2 separate regions of the Bombyx mori genome follow, and region 2 is linked to region 1. The links are chromatin contacts, called in public Hi-C maps. All regions are on one chromosome and are shown on one strand. The core of a region is the stretch at or near the end of the contact, and the rest is flanking DNA. Distances in the headings are between cores, read along the strand shown.

Evidence for each region. A called contact is a pair of places that touch in the nucleus more often than the background predicts.
Region 2: a contact with region 1 is called in a Hi-C map of middle silk gland, with 3 times the contacts expected there. The contact joins two enhancer-like sites. A contact is called at or near these places in 3 of 7 Hi-C or Micro-C datasets (middle silk gland, posterior silk gland and whole pupa).

What each region holds. Positions count from the first base shown.
Region 1 is chr8:14,247,505-14,255,026 of ASM3026992v2, reverse strand. It overlaps CDK12 (cyclin dependent kinase 12), which reads right to left. Exons shown (of 18, transcript NM_001258363.1): 11 at 7,201-7,318; 12 at 6,437-6,555; 13 at 6,231-6,350; 14 at 5,297-5,524; 15 at 4,869-5,065; 16 at 3,965-4,169; 17 at 3,231-3,499; 18 at 501-2,519. The coding sequence ends at 2,318. LOC101736752 (unconventional myosin IC) reads left to right here. Exons shown (of 21, transcript XM_062669875.1): 21 at 1-149. Among protein-coding and RNA genes, the nearest start is that of CDK12, 13 kb to the right of the region's middle. Within about 2 kb of position 4,071, at least 4 of the 8 cell types and tissues checked have open chromatin away from gene starts, as enhancers often do.
Region 2 is chr8:14,401,784-14,409,305 of ASM3026992v2, reverse strand. It overlaps LOC101737241 (CCR4-NOT transcription complex subunit 3), which reads left to right. Exons shown (of 16, transcript XR_005244946.2): 9 at 1,606-1,697; 10 at 2,440-2,555; 11 at 3,242-3,386; 12 at 4,537-4,623; 13 at 5,654-5,779; 14 at 6,258-6,467; 15 at 7,209-7,522. Among protein-coding and RNA genes, the nearest start is that of LOC101737241, 15 kb to the left of the region's middle. Within about 2 kb of position 3,340, at least 3 of the 8 cell types and tissues checked have open chromatin away from gene starts, as enhancers often do.

The DNA.
Region 1 (7,522 bases), core at 2,822-5,321:
ACTACCATCTCAATGCGTACACATATTACCAGCCATGTAACTCCAGAGGCCATATGAAATAAACGAAAGATAGGCGCGTACGTGCCTTATTGTATTGTAAGCCAGTTCCTTTGTAGTCATTTTTATAATTAAATTTATTTTTGAAATAATTTTTTGTTTTATTACTTTATCTAGTTACTGAGTTTAAGAAGAGAGAAGTCGATAGCTACATTTCATTACAGGACAGAATTGTGGTAGGCACAGGATCATGGTGGTTCCACCTGCATGATTTAACTTACCTTGTCTAAGAAAATGAAAGCAACTGGGACATTATCAATAAACGATTTATTTACCATACTGATATAGAGTAAAAAACTTACAGCACTAACATCAGGTCTCCTATTATTTACAAGTTAATAACCATTTAACTATTATATTTGACTTTGCATACTGTACAAGAAATTTACATTAGACAACAAATGTTCAGCAAATGAAAAATAAACATTGTTCTTATTCAGAGAAATTAAACTAGATTACATACATACGTTATTCTTTATTATAATATTTACAATTAACTACAAAATATTTATGCACATGAGTTTTACAGTTCATTTCGCTCGAGGAGCGCGGGCGCCGCCACTAGAACTTTTGACAGAAGCTGTAAGTAGAACTTCAGCATAATTTTGGCACAGAGTTAAATTAACCTTTACCGCTTGTCGAACACAACCTGTTGTATTCACGACCTAACAAAATTCGATTAACAAACTAAAATTACAACACAGTACATAATCTTCCCCATAAGAATAGAATTTCTATTATGAAAAACCTAACATTTCTCTTAACTGGCTAACGCCAAAATGTCTTTTACCCTGACAATCTTACGAACGACACACATACATTATCTATGTTAAATATACAAATAAAACTAATGGACATCAAGTACCTACATTTCATTAACTATAACTAATAGGATACAAAGATATCATCTAGTGATCGCACGAAAAAAACGATGCTTGAATAGTTTTCACTGAGAATTTAAAATGCAAGGCTGAGATTAAAATAATACTAATTGAGCTAAGAAACATACAGAACTAAATCAAGTGCAAATAAATCTCTTTGGCCTTCTTGTACGGAAACGGAATGTCATTACCGTAGACAAAAAATATTGCACTTTACACATTAAAAACATTAAAGTTATTTAGAAATAAGCCAAATTTTAATATTTCGAGATTGTTAAATTATGCTATTGTATATTTTTATAAATTCACAAAATCCGAACCCAAATGATTCTCATTCATATAGTTTAATAGTATTTTTAAGAAATATTGTTTTTTCAAGTTTTTAATGTTTTCCCTTTGTCCCTTACATTTCAAAATGATCTTTACTTCATTCAATCACACACATAATCATTAAAAAATATGCCCGGATCGAATTCCTTCTCTTTGTTAAAAATTACAGACTAAAATTTGAGACTGACCTAGGCTGAGATGTAGAGAATTTTTATTTCATGATCAGTTAAATAAAAAGTAGTCAACGTGTTCTTATTAGTGTTGTGTCAAAAGTTCTCAGAAACGGCTCCCGAGATAAAATGCATAATGCAATACTTTGGTTTTTATTATATTAAATTAAAAAAATTATATTAATTTGGTACGCTTTCATAAATTATTAAAAACATACACGCGTACACATTTGAGGCCAATTGATTAATTATCTAAATATTCATCACTAAAATTATTTAGAACAATAGGGTTAGGAAACAGACGCTTTCTTTACTAACATTAAAAAGGCACGCAGTTCACTCCGGCTGATAACATCGTGGTATTTACATTTAGAACGACGAACACGCCGCTAATAATCGCTTAAGAAAACATAATGGTAATATTGCTCAATTTAAATCTTCCTCGAGCATAGAATGGCCCCTAACATTTTATCATCAAATAACAACACAATTGTGATGAATATTATATATGAAGTCACATTAACAAACGCAATCTTGGAATGCATGGATTCATAACATTTTAAACTCAAATAAATATTCAGGTAATATCCATAAACACAGACAGTCATTGAAAGTGATTAACATTATTTAAAACACTAGAAAGGAAAGTCGGAGATCTCGTGTTAAGACTACGGATGCGCGTCAATTAACCCTATTATTCCTTGTATGCCACTCGAGTGCGCGGCCACAGCCATTGCTCCTCACCTCTCGTCCGAAGCTCAACTACCGAACAGTCGTTAAACACGTCCGCATTTCACTTAAAGCACCAAACTTCACTTCACTAGCAATGTCGCAGGAGAATCCGTGAACGAAATAACTTCCGATCACTGTGTCCGAGTACTATTTCACTTGTCCAACAACATCGGGCGGAGGCTCAGACGGTTTGAATCCGTCTGTTTTGAAATCAGTCTGATCATTGGACTTGCTGTCTTCCGAGAAGTAAGGCTTCTTTCCTTGTTGTTCTTCCCTCTGTTGCCTGCGCCGCTGTTTCGACCACAGCTCGTGACAGTCCTGCCACGTGGGTAGCTCCGGCGGAGGCATTCTGTGAATTATTTATGATTTTAATAACTGGGTATTCCTATATGGTATCCCTAACTAATAACGCTACACTGGATTACTAATTTTATGTGTAATAAATAAATTACAAGAAAAATTCAATTATAAAATTATATTCCTATCCAAGTGTAAGGGAAAAAAAGCATTTAGTCTGTTTTGTAATGCTTACACTAGGATCTATACTTAATATTATAAAGCTAAAGAGTTTGTTTGTTTGAACGCACTAATCTCAGGAACTCAGATAGCCCATTTATTGAGGAAGGCTATAGGCTATATAACATCATGAGACCCATACAAGTGGAGCACCAATAAAGAATGTTTCACAATATTTTCACTTTCTACGTAAATGAAGTAAAGGGTAAAATTTAGCGTTATGCCAAAGTAACTATTCCACGCGGACAGAGTTGCGGGCAAAAGCTAATTATAAAATTAAATAAACCTTAAATTCGTCATTCATAGTATTTGCAATACACTAAATAACCATGATTCTCATTTTTTTTTTTGGGCAAATGTGACTAGAAAAACTGGTGAAATGTGTCTTTATACATGTTCTAAATATATATTTCTACATTGGTACTCTAAAGTCAACGGTAGTGTTTAGTGAAGTTATTTGTAGATACAGCATCATTACGAGCCTGCTGAGCTCAACGATACACAGTACTCACTAAAAAGGATTAAGTAAAAAACACAAACTCACTGATCTGGCACAATATTCTTAAGCCAAGGACTCTTCAACGACTCTTCTGCGGTGATCCTTTTTTCCGGATCCAATTCCAGCATCCTGTCGAGCAGGTTGAGTGCTGGAGTGGGCATGAAAGCGAATTGTTCCCGAACACATCGCTTGTGGAACCGTTTGGGTCTAAGAGTGTGCCACAGTGGGAGATTCACTACATTAGGCCACACTCCCGGTACAGGAGTACCGCACGTCCGGGATATCATTTCCAACTGCATCATCTCTACACTCGCCTGTTAAAAACAAAATCAATTATTAGGTAATATAAATCGTAGTGATTGGAGTGAACAATTACTGCAGATTGAAGTTTTTTTTTATATACATATAAAGTCAAAAATCGAAAATCTTTATATACATTTTTAAACCTTCCCTGGACTTCCACGAATAATTCAAGACCAAAATCAGCCAAATATACATTATACATAGCGTGGTATGGACATGTGATGCGTAGAGAGAAGATGCAAGTGACTAGGAGATGTATGGAAATGATAGTGCAAGGTAGAGGGGGAAGAAGTCGACCAAGGAAGACATGGATGGAGTGTGTGAATGACGATATGAGAGAGAGAGGAGTGAGTGTTGAGATAGTGTGACGGCTGATAGAAGAGAATGGAAGAGAAAAATTAGCTGTGCCGAGGTGGGGTCACCTAGTGGGATAAGTTGGAGAAAAAGCAGAAGATATTATTACATATTTTATTTACCTGGAAGAGCGGATGTTTGAGGAACAGTTCTCCAAGGATACAGCCCATAGACCAGACGTCTACTGCAGGTCCATACCGCTCCTCCCCGAGCAGCAGTTCAGGTGGTCGGTACCACAAAGTTATCACCTTGTTAGTGTAGGGTCTCTCTCTGTCCTCCGCCTGCCACAGTCGAGCCAAACCAAAGTCGCCCAGCTTCACTTCGCCTCTGATGTACAAACGGAAGTGCCATATTTAATTCAAGCGTTCAGTGTGCTTAGTGCGAGTTTCTTAACGTTCTCGATAGCGTAAAAGTTAGCCCAATATTGTATGCAGTTGGAACAGCGCCCCTAGCGGCAAACGTAGGCAAACGATCCCAATCCATACAAATATGAGCTAACTTTTACGCTATCGAGTACGTTAAAAAACTCGCACTAAGCACACAGATACCGTTTTAGATCTTTTTAGAGTTAAATCAAATGAAGACAACTTTACACACAACAATTAAATAATTTAGTATCATTAGCCCCACTCCAAGATTGATTATGATGATCAGAGTCACTTACATCATACATTAAAGTGTCATGAATAAAACAAAACAATCATATCAAAAAGCTAAAGTTAATGAAAATCCTTTTTTGTTAACTAAAAATGGATGAAAATATATCTCCATCACTGAAGGTGCTATCTGTCATGGTAGCTTTATCATCAATACCTCCAACAACAATGTTATTGTTATGATAATTATCAGCAATAACAAATCCTGTTAATTAATCAATCATAATTTTGACCGTGCAACAAGTTAAGCTTTCTGCTAAATCATTGTGTTTTCATTGAAGTCAATTAAATTAATTGTACCTATTTCAATAAATTACAGCAATAAATTATTTTTGTATATTAACAAGGGAACACCAAACAATTCAATTACCTGTTATTCATGAGTATATTACTGCATTTAATATCTCTATGTAAGAAATTCTTCCGATGACAGTACGCTAATCCATCCAGCAATTGCCTCATTATAGATGCATTGTGAGACTCTGTGAAATCCACCATTTTTGACTCCAAAAGACCCATAAGATCGTGGTCCATGTATTCAAAGACCAAATAGAATGAGCCTTTATCCTGAAATAATTTTTAGATAAAAATAAATCTTATATTTACTGTTCACCCTTTTCACATTTACCTAGTGAATATCAAAAAATTTACGGTTTCAAATCTATAGTCAATTGTTTTAATAATTTACAAAACTTTACATTCTAATAAATGAACTAGGCATTTAATTCATGTAGTTTCTAAAATTGCCAGTCACATTTGCCACTGACAATGGCTGTAGAGTTCTCTGCGACCACATACCTTTCTGAAGTCCATAGCATCCTGTTTGTCAGTCACAATTTCTCGTAAATTGACAATGTTCTTGTGATTCAATTGCCTTAAAATCTTGATTTCTCTCACAGCCGTGATCGGGAAGCCCTCCTTTTCGTTTTCGAGGCGAACTTTCTTCAAAGCTACCAACTGACCTGTGTTCTTATCTTTGGCTTTGTAAACTTGTCCATATGTTCCTTCCCCAATTTGTGTCAGCACCTGGAAGAAGCACGACAATTTACTGTAATTAAACGATTTCAATCGTGAACTCTACTACTATGGTTGATTTATTCTGTTTTTATATAAATTCCAGTCATTTAGAATACACTCCGACCCGACCTCGCTTCGCTTCGGAAACATTAAATTTTATTATTGATAGCCGAGTCCCCCGATGTTACCCGCGGTTATTGTCGTATCGCGGGTGACATTGCGGGGCGAAGCACATTGAAACCTCAAAAAAAACAGGTTGTCTCCACTATGTAATGGATGTTATTATACATATAAAACTTCCTCTTCAATAACTCTATCTCTCTATTAAAAAAACCGCATCAAAATCCGTTGCGTATTTGTGAAGATTTAAGCATACATAGGGATATAGGGACAGAGAAAGCGACTTTGTTTTATACTATGTAGTGATTGCTGCGTGCACGGTCGACATTTATAAAATGATGCAATGAAAAATAAACAAAGCTGTGAAATACTGTGACATTCATTATTTAAAAAAAAAGCAATAACCAATAGATTTAGAGACTTAAATGTTTAAAAATATCTGTGATTTGAGCATGTAGGGTCGAATATAGTAAGTTTTTATTCCAGATTTATTCTAGAGTATTGTGTTAACAGTTTAATACAATATATTATGAAGATTAAACAGACATAGTTTACGATGATATTGTTCTAAAAATATTAAAATATATAATGTTACCTGGAAGCCATCAACGCATTTTTCCCCCCAGTCTTTGGCGTGGTGCGTGGGCGTCGCCACAGGAACAATCTTGGAACCTCTTCGCTTTAATATTTTTGGCCTCTTGAGTTTCGAACTCGACTGTGAAGCAATGTGAATTACATTATGCCCGGTATTGCTCGAAAGAAAAATACCCCTAAAGTCGAAGGTACAAGAACATTACTCACATCTTTATTGCTTTTCTTTGAACTAAAGACATGCGAGTATTGTTCGTGTCGCGAGGCAGGCGGCGGTGTGGACCCGTCCAGCTCGTCTCCACTCAGCTCGTCTGTAGCACTAGTTATCACTGCAAAAATACGCAACATATTTGATTATATTTTATCGCGTCATAAAGAGAACACACTGTAGCTAGCTAACATAACTACACTTACAGAGCACTTGCTTTGTGACAAAGTCTTAGTTATGTTATCACCTCATAAACCTTACCAACAACTTAATAAAGATAATTAAATGTAACATTTAGTTATCATTTCTCTTCATTGTGTTCTTTGATATTTTATTTATTTATTTACTTATTTAATTAATTGAACTAACAAAGTGATCACCAATACAGAACATCGCCGAATTCACAAGAATGTATGTGACTCGCGTCACCTCAATTTATAAGTACAAATGACAACGTAACAGATGACCACATCTTAAAATTAAACAATAAGTATAATAATACTATGATATATTATACAACAAACTCCAGAATAAAACATCCCTTAGTTTAGTAGCCCCATAGTTTAGCAAAAGTGGTCAAGTCCACAAGGTTTCATCATTGAAATTCTATATTCACAATAATATAAATTAACAAAATCGAATTATTATAATGTTATTTTGCTTGATAATTTTATACATAGAACTATTGACATAATATAATACGCGACAACGTGCAATGCTGCAATAGTGCAATGGTTTAACTAGATTTTAGAAATATTTTAATTACCAGGTGGCATAGGCAAATTCATAATGCCAGTTCTCTTGGGTTTTTCTGGCTTTTTCACAGGGCTAGGTGAAGGCGTACTTAATGGACTTTCGTTCACCAACGTTTTTAAGTCTTCAACCTGTAAAAGGGCAGTATTGAACATTAACAGAAAAAAATAATTGCAAGTTCTGTAAAACAATTATTTAAATAACAGTTAAAACATCAATACATTTTTAAGCTATTGCATAGATTTTATCACGGGCTTTGAGCGCGGCGACTGAATCAGGAAATTCTGTAACGAAAATAACCTGACACTACGCCTACTATGTAGCTCGCATTCAAC
Region 2 (7,522 bases), core at 2,091-4,590, 160 kb before region 1:
GTAACTATAAACATTAAACAGTTACATTGATGCCTAAGAATAAATTTAATTATTTCAAACAACATTATGTGCTAGTGAATTTTTTTTTTTTTTTTTAGATTTATTGCTCAGATGGTTGAACGAGCTCAGAGCCCACCTGGTGTTAAGTGGTTACTGGATCCCATAGACATGTACAACGTAAGTGCCGCCATCCACCTTGAGATATGAGTTCTAAGATCTCAGTATAGTTACAACGGCTTTAGTAGGATATTTTTTTTAAATATATTTTTTATTGCTTAGATGGGTGAACGAGCTCACAGTCCACCTGGTGTTAAGTGGTTACTGGAGCCCATAGACATCTACAACGTAAATGCACCACCCACTTTAAGATATATTTTAAGTTCCTAAGTATAATTACAACGGCTGTACTTAGTGCTGTTTTTTCTGTTTTTTCAATAATATTTTGAAATGTTTCGCTTGTTCCTCACATAATATTGAAATGGGATCCGAAATGAATAGGATTGGCGCGCTTAATGGCTTGAGTATTGAATTCTTTTTTTTTATGTTCCTAAATTTGTATCTAAAATTCTGAATAAAATATATTTTGTATGTTTTAAGATAAAATTTAATTGCAATAATACGAAAAGTTAAAATATGTACACGTGCACTCAATAGCGTGAATTTAAGTCAAAGCGTCACAAATGCGTTTCGGTTTGAAAGGTGGGGCAGCCGTTGTAATGCAAAAACTGAAACCTTAGAACTTATATCTCAAGGTGGGTGGCGGAATTTATGTTATAGATGTCTATGGGCACCGGTAATCACATAACACCAGGTGGGCTGTGAGCTCGTTCACTCATCTAAGCAATAAAAAAAAAGATGGGTGATCGAGCTTACGGCCCACCTTCTAATAAGTGGTAACCCATAGACAATGTGTATGCCACCACCACCCACCTTGAGGCATGAAGTATTAGTCTACATTGTATTGTAAAATATTGTACGGGTTACGCCTTTTATACTACCAATTTGTAGATGATTCGCTTGCAGCCTATTAACGCCACTACTGAATACCCATCTTAAAAGATAATGTTTGAAGCTTCAATTACATCGAAACATGGCTATGGTTCCACTTAAATCAGCGCTCAAGTTTGCCTCGCGCCAAAAATAGATCACTTGTAGAGGGTAGTAATACAAAGAGAAAGAGAGAGAGAAAGAGAATTAATAAATTAAAAACTTTAAAACGTTTATTCATCTTCTTGTTTGCTAGAATATAAAATTTTGATCAAATGTTTATTGAAAGAAAAATGGACTAAAAATTTGCTGCACGTCTATGATGCATCAGAACTAATTATTGGAAATGTGCAATATTATGACATGTTTTAAGAAACCGATATCTGACTTAATTTGACTTATGCGATACTCTGACTCTATCCGAACTTTCCAAATGGAGTGAAAACCAGCCCGCATTTGTTATTTCTGTATAAATATGACTATTTTTAGGTGTTTTTATCACGATTTTTTACTGTCATTATGATATGCGTGGAATTTTTTAACAATTATTTTTATTCAGGGGCACAGCAAAGCCACTGCCTACTACGAATTAATAGAACCGTCAAAATGTTGTTACAGAAGTAGTCGAGAATGGTCCAGTATCAATCACAGCAGCGGTCAACACGACGACGACGCATCTACCGCCTCCCCCCACGCAGCAACCGCCCCCAGTAAGTATGTAGCTGCTCCTGTCCGCGATCATTGGAAACTTGAATAATGTTGTCAAGAAAACTCGCACCTACCGCATGTAACATGAACTGTATCCCAACAACAATATTCATATACTGAAAATAATCGAAAACAATATACAAAAAAAAAAGAAAAAAGAAACAGACTAGATTAGAGTAGGTAGACATAGACGTGGCGCCCCAGTTCAATCACCTTCAGTTACGGTCATTGACCCTACGGCTCTCAACTGTTTTTATGATGTGATTTTTTTCAAGAATATTTATATAAATTGCTCTGATCATAATAATGGAATTTTGTCCCCGTCCACGGTATTTGTGTGACATCATAACAGAATTAATCTTCATCGAATTATTTGACAACGAGCTGCTATTGGTGTATAGCGAACATAAACTAGCACGGTAAACTTTGCAACTGGTCCGGAGCTGAAAACGGGACTGAAGATATTGAGATGTTGCAAGTGACTGAAAAAAATTCCGAGTTGATTATTGTTGCAACTGATGCGAAGGCTCCGAGCTTACAACGTATTGCGGCTGGACTTTAGAACATACAATAATAGAAGAAACGTGACTCCAATGATTACGTGACTCGTGCCACCCAATCTCGGTACATTGCTAATATATCTATCCAGAGTCAAGACCAAAGTCCAATATTTAAATCATATTACAGCTGCACCGGTGTGTTAAGACGCTCAGTTTATTGTATAGTTGTTGTGTTGTGTTACAGACGTCGCGGAGTACATCGTCGAGTGGCGGCGCCAGCGCGAGCGTGACGACGTCCCCCCTCACCGTCAACGGCCCCCCTCCCTCCGCGCATCACACGCCGCACCACGCGCTCAACAAGTACAACATTTTTCATGGCCTTTTATAATACTGTGCAGTGTAGTGGTCTTCACTGGTGGTAGGACCTCTTGTGAGTCCGCACGGGTAGGTACCGTACCACCATCCCGCCTATTTCGGCCGTGAAACAGTAATGCGTTTCGGTTTGAAGGGTGGGGCAGCCGTTGTAATTATACTGAGACCTTAGAACTTATCTCAAGGTGGGTGGCGCATTTATGATGTAGATGTCTATGGGCTCCAGTAACCACTTAACACCAGGAGGGCTGTGAGCTCTTCCACCCTCTTAAGCAATAAAATAATAATAAAAACTAGTTAAACAACCCTATCGGTATTATAGAAGTCATTGGAACCCATACATGTGAATGCTTTTATACCCGCCTTGAAACGTGAAATCTCATTCTATTTTATTCTATAAAATAGATAATATAAAGTGGAACTCTTGAAAGTTTTATTATGTTAAAGTATTAGAATTTGTCAACATCAGCCCAACAGTTTTTGTCGGTTGTTATTCCGATATAATTTCAAAAAGATTTCAGGTTGCGATGACAATACTGCAATTTTTCACAACCAATATAAAGAGATGTCAGTATAAGTACATTTATAAAATCATACCTTTGAAATTAAATACAGGTGGAAATCCAGAACACAGTGAAAACAAAGTGTCTGACTATGATGTGTGTGTATTCCAGTGGACGAGTGAGCGAGACGTCGAGCATGTCGGCGGTGAGCGCGTCGAGTGCCACGAGCGCGAGCAGTGCGGCGCACAACACCGCCTCGCTCAAGAGCATGGCGCAGGAGGCCGTGCACCGCGCCGGTCTGGACCTGCACCACCAGGTGCGCACGCACCCTGCCCATTATATAGCAATTGGTTGTAAAGATGAGGCGTATTTCCGCTACCGGGTTTTCACATATATTTTTTTATTGCCTTTGTAGGCAGACGAGCATACGGCCCACCTGATGGTAAGTGGTCACCGTCGCTCATAGACGTCAGCAATGCCAGGGGCAGAGCCAAGCCGCTGCCTACCATTCACTTCGAAATAGACGCCTTAAAACGAGCACCGGTCACCTTTCCCGTCGAACCCTTCGCTTGCGACGAAGAGCCCGACGAGTAAATTAACCCCCAGACACAGCCCACTGAGTTTCTTGCCGGATTTTCTCAGCGGGTCGCGTTTCTGATCCGGTGGTAAATTCTGCGAAGCACGGCTCTTACTAGGGTTTGTGTTAGCAACGTTGTGAGGTTTGAGCCCCGTGAGCTCACCTACCAGTTAAGGTTACGCTGAAATAGCCTCTCAAGGCTCTCAGCTTAGGTAGGAAAAAAAGAAGAAAAAAAACATCCAAGCAAAAAATACTTGCAAGCATGAAAGTACAATATTTGCTGAAGTCGGATGCTCAAAAAACTTGAACACCCACATGAAAATACTGCATAGGAAAATGATTCATACCCTATAAGGAATAAAAAACAATCGAATTTGTGAATAAAAAATACTTTGAACTTCAAAGGTTTTTTTATTTATACGATTTTGCTCCTTATTCATCATGGAATACGGTTGAATTCCTATGCAAGTATTTTCAAATGTGAACACCGCGGCATCTCAAGGAGTAGGTACGCATACGGGGCTTGACACGCAGGGAGTGGGTTACCCAACCCGAGTATTTACGATGAAAGCCGAACGCATGAACCGAAAATTCAATGCACATGCCACCGATCGTGTCGGAAACTTGTCAATCAATAAGCAAACATAACCGAAACAAAATTAGGAGCAGAATTGCGTAAACATGCATTCATAAAAAATCTTTGATACTAACAGATACTTTCAAGTATTTTTAAAACCTGGTTTTTGACTCTGATATTTTTCCGTACTCGTACCTAGAAGCCCTGGTATTTAATTTTGCAAGTATCGCTCGCTCATCGCTTATTGGTTGCCCCACTCTTACAGTAACAAAGCTATTTGCATTAGTAATGTTTTAATGTTGTCTTCTGCAGAACACGAGACGGAGTACGGCAATAGCGCAAGCGCACATTCCGCCACTATTAGGAGTCGCGCCCTTAGGACCGCAGCCACTTGACTCGGTGAGTACAACACGATCCAAACATTATTTAAGGCTTTTAGAAAATTTGTGTACTCATGGCTGTGCGATGCAAATATTCGAAAAAGGAGAATTAAGTATATACTTATTCTTTCATAGTAGACAGACAAGCATACGATTCACTTGACAATGTCAATCATCTCTGACAATGGTGACTAGGTAGACACAATGAGACCTTTGCCTGCTGTTAAGGACCCCTCAATTCTTGTTATCACACATCATCTCTTACCAAACGTAACTCTGATTTAAAATTTTCTAAATGTATAGAATGTAACAAATAACAAAGCAAATGAATGTTTGTTATTGATCTATGGACGCTCGTGCGTCGTTTCGTTTATAGTATTGAAACATGGGACATGTGTAGTTTTCGTTGCTACGAAAGTTTGTCGTAACATCATAAACATAAAGCAGACAGCGAGAAACAAAGTGTACATATTTATATATTATAAAATGGTGCGCGTGCAACTTGGTGCACGTGAAAGAAGTGAATCTTCTTTTGCGGTGTGTAGTATTCTGGTTTTCTTCATTTTTCATCCTTAAATAAAATTTATATTGTGATGGGGAATGCTGTGTATAAGACAAACAACGTCTTCACCATTTATATAAATTTTCAATTATGTATAGAAATATAAATATTTTTTTTTAATCCTTCATTAAAAGTAAAATATAAGGTAGTTAATATGTTACTGCAATCTAGAGGAGCAATGAGAAACCAATAACTAGCCATCAAGTGGCCGACGCCCGTAAACAGAGTGTGTGTAAAATAAACAATCTATCTCGTATTCGCTCTCAAAGAGCGAGTGGTTCGCGAGACGCTTTGTCTATTTTCTCACTCTCACTCGTCCTAAATTTTATCTTTTCTCTCTAGCCGTAACGAATCTGTCGCGATTGAAATTTTACTCTCAACTCGCCTAAAAAAGTTTCACTTCAAAACCTTGTGTACCCATTTCAAGTTTAATGTAACAACAGTAGGAAAATAAAATGTTATATTCATTGGTGTAAATATTTTCCAGGGCCATCAAGTACAGTTCCAGATGATGGAGTCAGCGTTCTATCACATGCCCCACCCTTCAGACTCGGAACGTACAAGGGTCTACTTGCCTAGGAACATTTGTCGGACTCCTGAATATTACAATCAGGTAAACTAATGCTTACTTAGAGTAAAATACACATCTTAGAGATCCTAGTTTCGATTCTGTATATGACTGACTTTAGTTGATAATAAAGAGCCGAGGTTACCAAGATTAAGGATAGATGATATATGCAAAAAGATTGCTGGTGGTAGGACCTCTTGTGAGTACGCACGGGTAGGTACCACCACCCCTCCTATTTTCTGTCGTGAAGCAGTAATGCGTTTAGCTTTGAAGGGTGGGGCAGCTGTTGTAACTACATATATTGAGACCTTAGACCTTGCCATGTTTGGTAATGTTGTTAATAGCTTTGATGACTACACTGTTCTATACATATTGAAACAAATTGAAGATCAATATATATTTAGTAAGTCCTACTTTGGAGCCATTTGATGCATGTTTATTTATTAATTTCCATAATAGTTTCTGATACATTTGATCCAATGCTTATTTAATTTCAACAACAATGATAGTTTAATATTTCCAGGTGTTATTACCCCATTCGGACACGGTAGAGTTCTTCCAGCGGTTGTCGACGGAGACGTTGTTCTTCGTGTTCTACTACATGGAGGGAACGAAAGCGCAGTACCTCGCAGCGAAAGCGCTCAAAAAACAAAGCTGGCGCTTCCATACTAAATACATGATGTGGTTCCAGAGGCACGAGGAACCAAAAGTCATCAACGAGGAATATGAACAGGTTCAGTTTAATCATCATGTATTAGCAGCAAAATTAGTTATAAATATTTTAACTGTGCTGGGATTGATCGGTCGATCTGTTGTGCACATTCTTTTCTAATCTGCCTGTGAAACACAAATTGTAATATGTTTTAAGCATTTTCTTCTAAATTCGATTTTTACAAATCACTGGTTATTTTGTAATTACAATTTACCCACTACACAAGTATTTATGTTAAGTTTAAGTTTGCTAACTAACTTGTGTACTTGCTACCGTATACCAAGTAATATGGAGCTTACCAAACTTTAAGGTTCATGTTCTGGCATTACACAAGTACACGGATTTTTGTCAATGCTTAAACATTCAAACATTAGGTTATAGGCGTTAGAAAAAAAAATCAGATGTTATGTCTGGAATCCCCAGCTGCTATATCTTGAAAAGTGGATAGCTCGTAGGACTTTTGTTTGTAAAAGATACTTCTTCAGCTTTACAGAAAAGTAACTGTTCCTTTAGTAGGTACCACCGCCCTGCCTATTTCTGCCGTGAAGCAGTAATGCGTTTCGGTTTGAAGAGTGGGGCAGCCGTTGTAAATATACTAAGACTTTAGAACTCATATCTCAAGGAGGGTGGCGGCATTTACGTTGTAGATGTCTATGGGCTCCGATAACCACTTAACACCAGGCGGGCTGTGAGCTCTTCCACTCATCTAAGCAATAAAAAAAGCACTAAAAATATTTTATCCATTTATTTGTAATGTTTTAGGGCACATACATCTATTTCGACTACGAGAAGTGGGGCCAGCGCAAAAAGGAGGGCTTCACGTTCGAGTACAAGTACTTAGAGGACCGAGACTTGAATTGAACCTGCGTCACCGAACCGCCGTCCGCACTCGCGTCTACTACACACCACCTGCGCGCAGACCACTCGATAACTATACACGACATTCCTATATTTAGGAAATTTTTAGTTGTAATTACCAAAAAATACTTATGATAAAACAACTCGCACCGTTTTTTCTGTATGTGCATACGGGAAGCCAGCCGTGTCATTCGAAATTGAGCACGCACCGGAATGCT